Regions from separate parts of the Mus musculus genome. Here regions 2, 3 and 4 are each linked to region 1. The links are chromatin contacts, called in public HiCAR-type, HiChIP or PLAC-seq and promoter capture Hi-C maps. All regions are on one chromosome and are shown on one strand. The core of a region is the stretch at or near the end of the contact, and the rest is flanking DNA. Distances in the headings are between cores, read along the strand shown. Region 1 holds the start of Usp15 (ubiquitin specific peptidase 15). Region 2 overlaps Lrig3 (leucine-rich repeats and immunoglobulin-like domains 3). Region 3 holds the start of Lrig3 (leucine-rich repeats and immunoglobulin-like domains 3). Region 4 holds the start of Llph (LLP homolog, long-term synaptic facilitation (Aplysia)).

Evidence for each region. HiCAR-type assays count read pairs that join an accessible place to other places. HiChIP or PLAC-seq counts read pairs in DNA pulled down with a chosen protein or histone mark. Capture Hi-C pulls out chosen DNA fragments and counts their contacts.
Region 2: an H3K4me3 HiChIP or PLAC-seq map of embryonic forebrain shows a contact between it and region 1, with 13 times the contacts expected there. The contact joins the enhancer-like site here to the promoter of Usp15 in region 1. A contact is called at or near these places in 5 of 39 promoter capture datasets (3T3-L1-derived adipocytes, cranial neural crest, hippocampal neurons and 1 more) and 2 of 115 datasets of contacts at active chromatin or transcription factors (embryonic forebrain and stem cell-derived neural progenitor cells).
Region 3: a HiCAR-type map of astrocytes shows a contact between it and region 1, with 9 times the contacts expected there. The contact joins the promoter of Lrig3 here to the promoter of Usp15 in region 1. A contact is called at or near these places in 3 of 39 promoter capture datasets (embryonic stem cells, hippocampal neurons and liver), 2 of 484 Hi-C or Micro-C datasets (embryonic stem cells and muscle stem cells), 2 of 115 datasets of contacts at active chromatin or transcription factors (astrocytes and embryonic forebrain) and 1 of 9 other capture datasets (embryonic stem cells).
Region 4: a promoter capture Hi-C map of adipose tissue shows a contact between it and region 1, with 4 times the contacts expected there. The contact joins the promoter of Llph here to the promoter of Usp15 in region 1. A contact is called at or near these places in 3 of 39 promoter capture datasets (liver, neutrophils and pre-B cells), 1 of 484 Hi-C or Micro-C datasets (muscle stem cells) and 1 of 9 other capture datasets (adipose tissue).

What each region holds. Positions count from the first base shown.
Region 1 is chr10:123,195,610-123,198,364 of GRCm38.p6, forward strand. Usp15 (ubiquitin specific peptidase 15) reads right to left here and starts at 1,410. Exons shown (of 22, transcript NM_027604.4): 1 at 1,218-1,410. The coding sequence starts at 1,306. It overlaps Gm4129 (a long non-coding RNA gene), which reads left to right. Exons shown (of 3, transcript XR_003949042.1): 1 at 1-1,401.
Region 2 is chr10:126,001,749-126,004,659 of GRCm38.p6, forward strand. It overlaps Lrig3 (leucine-rich repeats and immunoglobulin-like domains 3), which reads left to right. Exons shown (of 19, transcript NM_177152.5): 11 at 653-724; 12 at 1,194-1,357. Among named protein-coding and RNA genes, the nearest start is that of Gm29997, 23 kb to the left of the region's middle. Within about 2 kb of position 1,538, at least 23 of the 459 cell types and tissues checked have an H3K27ac peak or open chromatin away from gene starts, as enhancers often do. A contact at or near this core is called in embryonic forebrain and liver, where this site is marked.
Region 3 is chr10:125,964,911-125,967,900 of GRCm38.p6, forward strand. It overlaps Lrig3 (leucine-rich repeats and immunoglobulin-like domains 3), which reads left to right and starts at 1,309. Exons shown (of 19, transcript NM_177152.5): 1 at 1,309-1,801. The coding sequence starts at 1,566.
Region 4 is chr10:120,225,362-120,228,550 of GRCm38.p6, forward strand. Llph (LLP homolog, long-term synaptic facilitation (Aplysia)) reads left to right here and starts at 1,699. Exons shown (of 3, transcript NM_025431.2): 1 at 1,699-1,762; 2 at 2,613-2,842. The coding sequence starts at 2,620.

The sequences.
Region 1 (2,755 bases), core at 160-2,659:
CAAAGTATGAGGTGGACCTGTGAATAAATCAGGTCTAAGTCTCTTTCCACCGCGCCACACTGGAGTGCCTAACAAGCACTTGAGAACTGTGAATAAATCAGGTCTTAAGTCTCTTTCCACTAGCCACACTGGAGTACCTAACAGGCACTTGAGACGCTATAAACCACTAGTACGGAGACAGAAGGAAGGAAAAGTAACTTAGGAAGAAAGAAAGAAAGAAAGAAAGAACGAAAGAACACACAGGCACACTGCCCTTCCCCTAAAACAGAACTTTCCCTTTATTTAAATAATTCTGTAAGTTAACTGCTTTGGCTGACGAGTGTTAAATTTTGTACATGCTTCCTCTAGTTATTTAGGTACAGTACCCTCTTATTTTGGCATTTTACAAGTTTGAATATGAGCAAGCCTTTAAGCTTCAAGTGGACTTATCTACTTTCTGCAGGCCTACGTTATCCTTCAAACCGGAGGGAAGGGCTGCACTTCCAAACAGAAGCGCTGCCGGCTCCTATCGAGCCAGGAGCAAAGCACAGGACCACGTGGTGCCTCTCTCTCTCTCTCTCTCTCTCTCTCTCTCTCTCTCTCTCTCTCTCTCTCTCTCAAGAAAAAAAAATTAAAAAAACAAGGTCCCTACACCGCTCCCTCCTTTTTGACAAGGAAGTGGAAATTAGGGGTTTCCTTTTCAGCGGAGCCCTGACACACACCACCTGTGTGGTCCCCGCCGCAAACATCCTGAAGCCCGGCTCCCGGAAGACTACAAGGATCGGAATAATGGGGAACTTGGGTGCGGACGACGCCGGGGAAGGAGTGACCAGAGAAGCGCGGCGGGCGAGCGAGGAGGAGCGGCGCGACCGGGATCTGTCAAAAAAAAAAAAAAAAAAAAAAAAAAAAAAAAAAAAACCAGCGGCAGGCAGGCTCACGCCGAGCCACTGCACCCGGGCTCCGCCAAGGCCCCAAGTGGGAGCGGCACTGCCGGAGGGAGGAGGACCCGGAGCCCCGCGAGCCCCGGCCGCCGCTTCCGCGCAGCCCCGGGCGCGCACCGCCCACCGCGAGCCCCGGCCCTCTGCGCCGGTCCAACCTTTGCCCCCAAAATCTGCTGCCTGAGCGGCCGCCGCCGGACCTGTCCGCACCTGTCACCAGCCGGCGACACCAGCCCACCGCTCCCGCCCAGCTCTCCGCCAGCCTCGGGCCCCCGCGGGCCCCGCGACCCCGTTCCCTACCAGGTGTCCCCTTTCCGGAGCGAGGTTTTGAGCAGCGTCGCGATGTCAGAACGCTGGGTGTCCAGGTCCGCCGCTCCGCCTTCCGCCATCTTCTTCCACTAGCCGTAGCGGAGGCGGCGGCGACGGCGGCGGCACGCCCCGGAGCATTGTGGGAATGGCGTCCCCGGCCCCGCCCCGCCGGCAGGTCTGTACCAAATGGGGCGCGAGGGCGGGGGTCTGGGGGCGTGGCTCGGCGGGGAGCGCGGCGGGTGCGCGCCTGCGCCCTGCTGCCCCCTCGGGTCCCCGCACGCCCCGCAGCACGGCGTGGTCGCCGCCGCCGCCCCAGACCTCTGAGTTTGCACGGTTCTCACCGGGTGCCGCGCTTTCTCTCCCTGCCTTTGCCCTGCCCTGCTCGGACTCTCCTTGCCATGCTGGCCCTTTTCTTGCCGCAGCCGCCTCCAAACCCATGTTTTTGCGGGTTCACTCCTACTGGAGGGCGGGGCCGGCTGGGACATGGCAGAAAGCGCGCAGTTCCGTGACTTGGGGCTTTTCCTTTCCAGCCGCAGAGCCCAAGCCCACTGAATATTGGCACAAAGAGGGCTCTGAAACCAAAGGTTTGGGCGCAGTGCCCTTCCTAGGTTCTTCCCAGCTCTCCCATGCTTGCTGTCTGTAGGGACTTCTACCTTTCATAAGCTCTTTGTGACGCCTCCTAGCGCGCGTGGACACACACACACACACACACACACACACACACACACACACACACGTTAGCTGCAGTGCAAAACATGTCCCAGTTTCTAGGTGAACAAGCAGTTAAAGATGTATTGAATAAGGCCAGGTACTGAAGGGGGTTAGAAACGTGGGAGAAACCTCATGGGCGTCAAATTAGCATTCCCCTAGATTAAATTTCATGGTTGTATATGCCTAAAGTTAGACTCGATAATACAAGCTGCATTTGAAGGCAACAATTACAAACGGGGAAATTGAGCCTCTTAAAAATCAAATGCCAAGGTCACACGGCAACTGGAAGTGCAAGGTTATCGCACAGATTTCAAATCCCCAGTACTCAGTACCTCCATGAAAGGCTGAATTAAGATACAAACTCCGTAAAAGCTGCAACTAAGTTCTCTTTATAATTTGGCGTGTGAGTGTGCGTGTGTGTGCGTGTGTGTGCGTGTGTGTGTGTGTGTGTGTGTGTGTGTGTGTGTGTGTGCACTGCGGTTTAATGGTCTAGTACCATTCTACACCATTTGAGGCAAACGTTTCAAAATTAACTAAGGCAAAACTGCTGTTTCTAAGAATGAAGACGGCTACCTCAGTAGAACAGTAGGTGACAAGTTAAAGGATGGGCAATGGTCTCTCCATTTTTTAAGCCTCCTAGTTTTGGTGGGAAACTCAGTAAGGAAGGGGGTGCCTGCATTAGTGAGGACTGCTGGCCCATCCAAGAGAAAGCAGTGTTTCCCTGGTTAGGGTTTGTCAGCTTGACAGAAACTAAAGTCACTTGGAAAGAGGGGAACCTTAATTATGGGATTGCCTCCCTTAGAGTAGCCTGTGATGAG
Region 2 (2,911 bases), core at 288-2,787, 2.8 Mb after region 1:
GGGGGAGAGGAATGTAACCATCATGGCTGGCAATTGACTTCAAACTGCTATAAAGTACCAGTTAAAAATAAAGCCAACACAAAATGTCCTCCCATTTTATAGCTGTCCTGCCTGAAACATTACTTGGTTTAATAAACACATTGCTGCCTTTGCAGCAGTGAGCTCTGTGGGACAAAATCAGGCTGGAATAGAAAATAATGGGCTTAACAACCTCCTTCCCCCTTCATGCCAAGCTGCGTAGTGAAGCCATCTTTAGCTGAGTTGCTTTGGGGATATGTGTGATAATGTATGCTAAAATCACTCGGCGCAGCACGTTATCACAGAAAGTGGGCTACCAGTGTTGTTTCCTAGGTTGTACCCCTAACTAATAGTGAATTTGAATAATGAGAAATGAAATGAGACAGCAGGCAGATCAGCCTGAGAGCCCTGAGGAGTGGACATCCTGGGCGGGTGACACAAGTAACTTCCCTGACCAGACTCTGGGTGCCTTGGTCGGAGCTTTGTGAGGGGCTTCTCTGCGCTTGTCCCGTTTACACATTTCAGCATGAAGTGTTTGGTTGGTGAACAGCCTGGGTTGTAGGGTGTGGCCCAGGCTTTAAGGACACACACCCTGGCCATAGTTCACCAGCGGGTTTGATTTTCTGTCTTCCAGGGACCTGAGTGGCAACGCCATCATGTCTCTACAGAGCAATGCGTTTTCCCAAATGAAGAAACTTCAGCAGCTGTAAGTTTTCCCTTTTTCTGCCCTAAGGGGGATGTCATGTGACGCAACATCTACAGAAAGCGTCTAGCACATTCTTGACATTATTAATGGTTATACCGGGAAACAAGGGGAGCGGGCCATTTATTCCCTTGGTTGCAACTGGAATTTCTTTTTCTGTTTTGAATTTGTAGCTTAAATTCGTGAGACCATATATAGTATGGTTCCTAAATATAGTTCTCGTTTTCCATTAGCTAGGAATTTCTGATGTATCGGTACTTATTCCTCCATAGGACAATAAGAACAGCAAAGACCAGGGGCCCTGCTAGCTCTGTTTCTTACATTTACCGTAGACTGTAGAATATTTACAACATCACACGTTCGGTTTCCTGATCCCCCCCTTCCCCGCTTGCCTCATATTTACGTAGGTTTGATTTACGTTTAGAAATCTGCATTTCATGCAAAACAAAATGAATGTAATTCTTCTCCTCAGGCATTTAAATACGTCGAGCCTTTTGTGTGACTGCCAGCTGAGATGGCTCCCACAGTGGGTGGCGGAGAACAACTTTCAGAGCTTCGTAAATGCCAGTTGTGCCCACCCTCAGCTGCTGAAAGGGAGGAGCATTTTCACTGTCAGCCCAGATGGCTTTGTGTGTGGTAAGTAAAGCGCCATCCTTGGTTTTTATTAATTCTCTTTCATTTCCCGCTCCTTTGTCCAAATGATGGTTTCGAAGAGATCTGTGTCCTCTGAATAAGCTTTTCCTCTTCTGCTGAGGTAGACAAAGTGGATCTGTTGTCTGCCGCTTGTTAAAGTTTTACAGATGTTGGTAGAGTTTTGGTATTTGTTTTAGCATCCGCGTGGTTTGCTGGCAGGAATGAAGTTGGAGCTTGAGAGAGCTGAGAGTCGGCCTGGCTCCCCTTTCACTGCACTTCCCCCACCATCCTGCACCCAGGCAGTGGAGACCCTTCCTGGGTTTTGGTGCCGCTTCTGGAAATGTCATACACACCTTTGTCCGTCATGATACTACATTGAGGCTTGCTCTCTTAATTCTAGAGACTGTTGGGAAAACCGTAGTTCCTAGTAGTCACTTTCAAAGATGGTCCCTGGACCTAGGAACTGCATTTGTCGTGTTAGTGGCAGTCATACCTGGAGGCTTGTGTGTGCTCTACCACTGAGCTGCACCACCAGCTCCCCACCTCTCACCGTTTTCTTTGTTTCTAAATATTTGAGGTGTGTGTGTGTGGGGGGGTCTCAGTGAGTAGTCTTGAACTCTCTCTACAGTCCAGCCTTCTATGGGGTCATAACTCTGAGCTACCTACCAGTCCAGGGAACTTGAAAGCTTCTTAACTGCCATTTCCCCCCTTTTAAAAATCAGTATGCTGTCTTTTAAAAGTTATAAATCCATAAATTCATATAATTATAAATTCATAAAAATCACAAATTCATACACATATATGTGAGGCTATCCTTTTTCAGCCCTTCCCCCACCCCCAAACCCCCTTCTCCCAGAATCTGGTTCCAAGTTTCCTGTCTTTTTGGTGGCCTGCTGTGTTTAACCAGTGTTGTCTGTGTGAGTGAGCATAGATGAGTGAATTATTTACTTGTGAAAGGACAATGCATTGTAGCATGTGACTCCCCATCCCTCAGTAACCATTAACTGCCTATAGCTCTCAAGGAGGAGTAGCACTAACGATGAGCCCCTCTAGCAGCCAAGATAGAAATATTGATGACCCAGCCTTGTATTTTGGGGCAGTTTGCTTTCTGCTCTTTATCCCTGGGGTTTTTTGAGAGGCCTGTAGGAAAAAAATAAATAAGTAGCTAAAGAATTAGGGCTACTGAGACATTAACTGCTGGTGGGTAAAGCATTAGGAATGGCAATTGAATTTGTTGTAAATAACTTAAAGATCCATTATCTTAGCAATCACGAGTCTCAGAATTTGAAGTCTCCCAGAGTTCCTGTATATAGTTAGGAACAGACCATGGTTAAAAAAATAGTTTTCATCTCTGACTCAGCTTTCTGTCAGCTCTTCACTCTTTACAAAAATAAATATGTGTATAAAACACAAAATCTAAATTTGCTTAAATTTAAGTTCATGTGAGGAAATACTACAGACCCACATTTTATACTGACATTTAAGTGTGACTAACACTGCTTTGTATATATATATGTGAGTGTGTATAATATTGTATACACACAAATGTATATATTT
Region 3 (2,990 bases), core at 59-2,558, 2.8 Mb after region 1:
ACTAGCTGATTAAGTAACCCAAGTCACAGACATGCTTGGGCAGATACCATGCAGCCAACAACCTACAGAAACAGAGCCTTAAAATTAGTTTATGTCACCCTACAAAATGTTAGGTATCTCTTTGGGACCTATTTTCCCTGAGGTGTTAGCAGATCAACTCTGAGGTCTCCATTATTTTCAACACCTTGCTACCCAGGTTACAGGCTGAGTACATCCAGACAGACTTCAGGGGTGCCTGGTATTTTGGTTCTACCTCCTCCCTCAATATACCCCACAGACAGATAAGCTTATTTAAGTCTGGTAGACTTTTCAGTCAAGAATGTCATCATTCAAAAGGCAGGTAGACTAAGGTAAGTGTGTGTGTGTGTGTGTGTGTGTGTGTGTGTAAGCATGTGTGTGCATGTGCACGTGTGTTTGTGCGTGCGTTCGTGTGTGCATGCGCACGTGTGCTTTTTCTTTCAAGGTCTTAGCATATATTAGTGTGGTTGCTTTTATTCTTCTTAGCTACTATTGTTTGGAATCTGATTGCCAACTTGGATTTATTAATTTATTATTTAGTTTATTAATTTATTTAGTTATTTATTAATTTATTATCATTCCCTCCAGCTCCATCTATTATAAACCAAGCTCCCATATCCCAAACCATGTCCTTTGTCCATCCATCTAGCCATCCATCCATGTGCACATACGTTTGAGACAGGGTCTCACTGTGTTGTCCTGGCCGGCCCGAAACTCATAGGTCTGCCTGCCTCTTCCATACAGTGCTGGGTTGCCAGGCTATACATATACATCATATACAAATACGCATACATATACATTATATATGTCCAATTTATGGGCATAAAAGACCTCACTGGCACCGATATTAATTTTTTTTATGAAAGCCACTGTTTCATTCGCCAACAATATAATAATCGACACAGTTCTCTCGCTAGGAATTGAAAGGCCTTGGAACACTGCAACTACTTTAACTGTACTCTCTAAAGTTTCCCTTAAGTAACTGCAGCTCAGAGCACCAGCCGGCTCAGTCCTTCGCTGGCTCGCTCCTTCGCTGGCTCGCTCTTGCCCTCCCATTCCATCTGATCTATGGTTCTCAGGACATAGCGGAGACTGCTGGCTGCAGACGCTGGAAAATGTAACTCGGAATTTCCTACAATCTCAGCTCCACTTTCTCCCGGGCGCCGGCTCGGGGCTGGAGCCTTGTTATTGTCACGTGGCCGCGGGTGCCAGGCGGGCCAATGGGCGCGCGCCCGCCTTCTCGCCCCGCCTCGCCGTTCCGCCGCGCCGGGACATCGCGCCCCGCCGCCCGCCGCAGGCGGAAAAGTTTCTCGGCGTGCCATCCCGTTCTCGGACGCCGCTCGGGCTGCCTTCACCGTGGCTGCCGGTCCTCCGCTGCTGGCTCTCCCGCTGTGCAGGGGCATGCGAGGCCTTCAGTGCGGGGACTGAGCCACCAGGAGCACGAGGCGGCGATCGGCGTGTCCAGCCCGGTCTGGGAGTCGGTGCTTTTGGGGGTGCGCGAGGTTGTAGAGCTCCGGGCCGAACCGGAGGCGGCGGGGCGCGCGGCGATGGGTGCTCCCGGACTCCGAGCGGCCACCGCGGCGCTGGGACTGCTGCTGTGCGCGGGGCTGGGGCGCGCGGGCCCGGCGGGAAGCGGAGGCCACGGGGCTCCCGGGCAGCTCTTGGACGACGATGCGCAGCGCCCGTGTCCAGCCGCCTGCCACTGCCTCGGGGACCTGCTGGACTGCAGCCGGCGGCGGCTGGTTCGCCTTCCCGATCCTCTCCCGGCCTGGGTCACACGGCTGTGAGTATCAGTATCATTCCGGTGGGGTGAAGGAGACCGGCCCGCCAGGGGTGCGAGACCAGAAGAGTCCGCCTAGGCCCGGGGCTCAGAGCGCACTATACAGCGCCCAGGCCGCTACCGGAGCCCTGTGGGGGGACTCAGTCTCCCTCTGCATCCGCGCAGGTGGGTTCTTGAGTCGCCACTCCTAGGCCAGCAGACCCGACGCCTGCGATTGGGAGCCAGTCTGCGAGACACTGTATTTTGCAAGTTTTCTTCTGAGTTTATGTAGGAAACTGGCCCAACTGTAGCTTCTCAGGGGTTAGTTAGGGTCCCTAGACGGTCACTGCAGGCGCGCCTTTCTCTTATAACCCCCCTTGCTCAAGCAAAGCCGCACAGACTTTTTCTCTCCGCAGTGCTTAATTTCACATTAGCAGACCATCAGCCTCGCTCCCGGGCCACTTTGAAATGCGTCTGCGTCTTGGTTACTGTGAGAAGTTGGGTGCGAAGACTGATCGGGTAGATTAAGCAAAGGAAGTAGGTTTTCACAACCGAGATCTGGGCAAGTTTAGAGCCTGCGCTGAGTGCTGTTTGGCGGATTTTAGCTGGGAAGCCAGAAACCCCGAAGTCACTGCCAACTGTGTGGATAGAACACGGAAGAAAATATAATTTACTTGGAAATGCGAGTCCTTACAAATGTCAGCTCTCTTTATTCTCTCCCAACCCCTAATTTTGTTAAAATTGGAGGGGGCGTTTAAGCCATAAGCAAAAAAGCAAAAGTTGCACTTAAAAAAAAAAGAAGTTGTCCCGTTTAAAAGAAATCAAATCACTTCATACTTAAAGATTCTGAAATTTAGGCCTAGCAGACATTCTCAGCTCTTAAACACTCGTAGGTCCTGACAATATTGGCCAGGCGGCTTAAGAAATCGTGGTTTTGATCCAGTGTCCCAACCTACATTGTTTCATCAGTTATAAGCTGTTGACCATCAAACAACACGCTCTCTTAAAAGGGAGTTTAATAAGGAAATAGAATTAACGAGAATTGGATTGATATTTAATGGCTGATTATGGAATGTCTGATGTAGCAGCTTTTATTACTCGTGAAAGGGGAGATAAAGACCTGAGCCTGAAGCAGGAAGACTTTCAATTAGTTGTGGCTAATTCCATTCAATTGCCTCTTGCCGGGTGGGGGGTCACACTGCTGCCTTCCTGA
Region 4 (3,189 bases), core at 449-2,948, 3.0 Mb before region 1:
CTTCACCTCTAAAAATGTCTAGTTTATAAGTGGAAAATCACTGGTGTAAAATAGATTTGATAAAAATGAACGGTGTTTATATTTAATGGCAACAAATTTCATATGGTTAGTTTTTATAAGAGCTTTTTCATGCCAAATTGTGGAATGTGTCTTAATACATAATAGGTTGATTTTATTTTCCAAATTTCTGTTCAAAAGCCACAGCCTTTTGGTACATGAAGCTGCCAATTTAGAGCATCTGTAAGGTTGATTTTTCAAACCCAGGGCATGCACGCTTCCTCTTGTTATAATGCCAACTGTATTTTTCCTGGGTTAAAAATCTCAGTGCTTGCTCCACTATATGCATGGTTTCTTCAAAAAGACACAGCTCTTCTAGCAATTAAACAGGGATTTTATAAGTCATCACTTATAAAGGGGGCTGGAGACCTGGTTCAGTGGTTAAGAGCACCTCTTGCTCTTGCAGAAGACCTGGGTTCAGTTCTGTGGTGATTTGGATATGCTTGGCTCATGGGAAGTGGCAATATTGGGAGGTGAGGCCTCATTGGAATAGGTGTGACTTTATTGGATGAAGTGTGTCACTGTGTAGGTGGGCTTTAAGGTCCCTAGTGCTCAAGCTCCAGCCAGTTCAGAAGAGAACCTCTGGCTGCCTTCAGATCTGGGCTTCTCCAGCGCCATGTCTGCCTGCATGCTGTCATGCTTCCTGCTATGACGACAATGGACTGAACCTCTGAAACTGTGAGCCAGTCCCAAATAAATGTTTTACTTTTTAAGAGTTGCTTTGGTTATGGTGTCTTCACAGTAATGGAAGTAAAACTAAGTAAAACTGGTTCCCAGCACCCCTGTGGTGACTCACAACCAACTGTAAATCCAGTTCAAGGGATGAGATGGCCTCTTCTGGCCTCTTCTGGTACCAGGCACACATGTGGTACACATACATGCTTGAATGTGGTGATCTGTTGAAAACACTGTTTCCAGGTAAGTCTGGGTAGTTAACGTTTGTTGCCTAATCACCCACTGAAGATCAATGAATGAGGTACTATCTAGGCCCTAAGACACTCTTCTTATCTTTCACAAGTGTTAAAGAGACTTGCGTATCGCCCATAGCTTGTGCAATATTAGAAGCACATGCAAAAACCACACCTTTTTTTGTAAACTCATTCACCCTAGGTTAGCTTTGTCTCAGGTATGTAATAGTTTGGACAGATCAACATTGGTTGAAATAGCTTGTTTTACCCTTTAAATTCGTGGGGATAAGGAAAGATTATTCTGTTGGGTGACACTTTGAAATATAACTGGCATGCAGTCGACGTGACGTATTTAAGTTGTACAATTTGATACATCCTCACAGCCGCGTACCTCCTAGGATCCTCAGCCGAAATGAGAAAATTTCTAGACTGCAATTAAACAAAAACAAAACTCAGAAAGGGCTCCAGGATGATCAGAGCTGAGCAATCCCTTTGGTATCCTTTCTCGTGAGGCTGTCACAGACAGGGCCCCCGGCCAGGCTTGGCCCATCCAAGGCTTTGAGATGCTTTGATTTATAATTTGCCACTCCCGACAGGAAATTCCTTAAACTTTCTCCTGTAGGTGTAGGGGTCAGCCAAAGCCTCGGGATGACAGAGACAGCTGGTTGACCACGCCTCCCCAAAGACCACGCCTCTCAAGGATCCCGGCATGCTGTGCGCTGGCCCCTGAACGGAAGCCGGAAGCGCCTGTACTTCCGGTTGGCGTCCCACGCGTGGTGCGCGGTGTTGTCTCTCAGGTGAGTTGCGTGGGCTTTGGACTCAACTCCGCGGCGTGAAGGACTGGCTCGGACCCTGCCTCCGCGGCGAGACCTGACCGCATCCTCGCTCGGTGCGGGGCTCGGGAGGGCGAGGCTCGGGGTCCCGCACACGGACCACTGGTGATTGCTGACGCTCAGGGGACCTCACCCAGCCACCCCACGGTTCTCGTGACCTGTACGGTGTGCAGCAGAGCGGTGGCCCCGGGGGATCCGGCTCAGCCCCGCAGTCCGCAGACGGGGACGGTAGCTCCGGGTTGAAGCCGAACTTGGTAGAAAGGAGCTGACAGGAGTCGGAGGATCAGAGCGAGCCTTAGGGAGAGCCATTTCCAGACCTAGATCGGAGATGTGACGGTCCTGAAGTGGGCGTTGTGCGGACTGGAGCTTGCGTGCGTGTGGGGCTAGAGAGTAAGTCGGAGGCCCGAGAGGAGCGGGATGAGCTTTGATACACGAGGGGAGGAGTCTTTAAAAGGCAGGGAGCTATGGTTTAAGCTGTTAAAAGTTCACACTAAAGATGTGGTGACGGATATTGGATAAGAACAGCGCAATAGGTGATTTTAAGGCGGAGCTGTTCGCTTTCTGTGTCTACTATGCATAGCTGCTCTTTGAGAACGGCTTGAATTAACGACTTGTTCCTACTTAAAGGGGCCTGACGTGTCCGGACTTAGTCCTTTCATGCTCTGCGCTGATTATTACATAAGCTAAGCATGAGGGCACAGCACAACTTCTCTTCCATCTGTCCCAGTTCTGAAGAGAAGGCTGCTTGGCCACGTCCTTGCCAGTCAAGGGTGTGAGCAGTAAACCTTTTGTTTGTGTTTCTGTTCACCGCCAGGTGAAGCATGGCTAAAAGCCTGCGGAGTAAGTGGAAGAGGAAGATGCGGGCCGAGAAGAGAAAGAAGAATGCGCCAAGGGAGCTCAACAGACTGAAGAGTATCCTCAGAGTGGACGGGGATGCTCTAATGAAAGACGTTGAGGAGATAGCAACCGTGGTGGTAGCCAAACCTCGCCAGGAGAAAATGCAGTGTGAGGAAGGGCGGTGTGACGGCGCAGATGAGGAAAAGGGTGAGCCTCGGTCTTCATTTACATGGTTTTTCTAAAAAATGATCCACTTTTCTCTTAGGGGTCGGTCTCTCTCTGTCTTTTTAAAGCCGTCTTCTACCCATTCTACTTGTCCCTAGTGTCAAGTCCAAAAGAAACTGGGGACAAATGGCTAGCTGTGGAGCTTATTAGATAATAAAGTACATGCTGGCACCCTGGTTCCTCTCAGCTCCTCCCCCCAACCCCCAAGTGTCTCCACTTCACAAGCCTCCCTCTCACTCCCATATAACACTGCCGTCTCGGCCGTGCTTCTCTCGGCTCCTGGATCCTCTCGTTCCTCTCAGTCGCCTTTACCCCACTTCTCTTCCTCT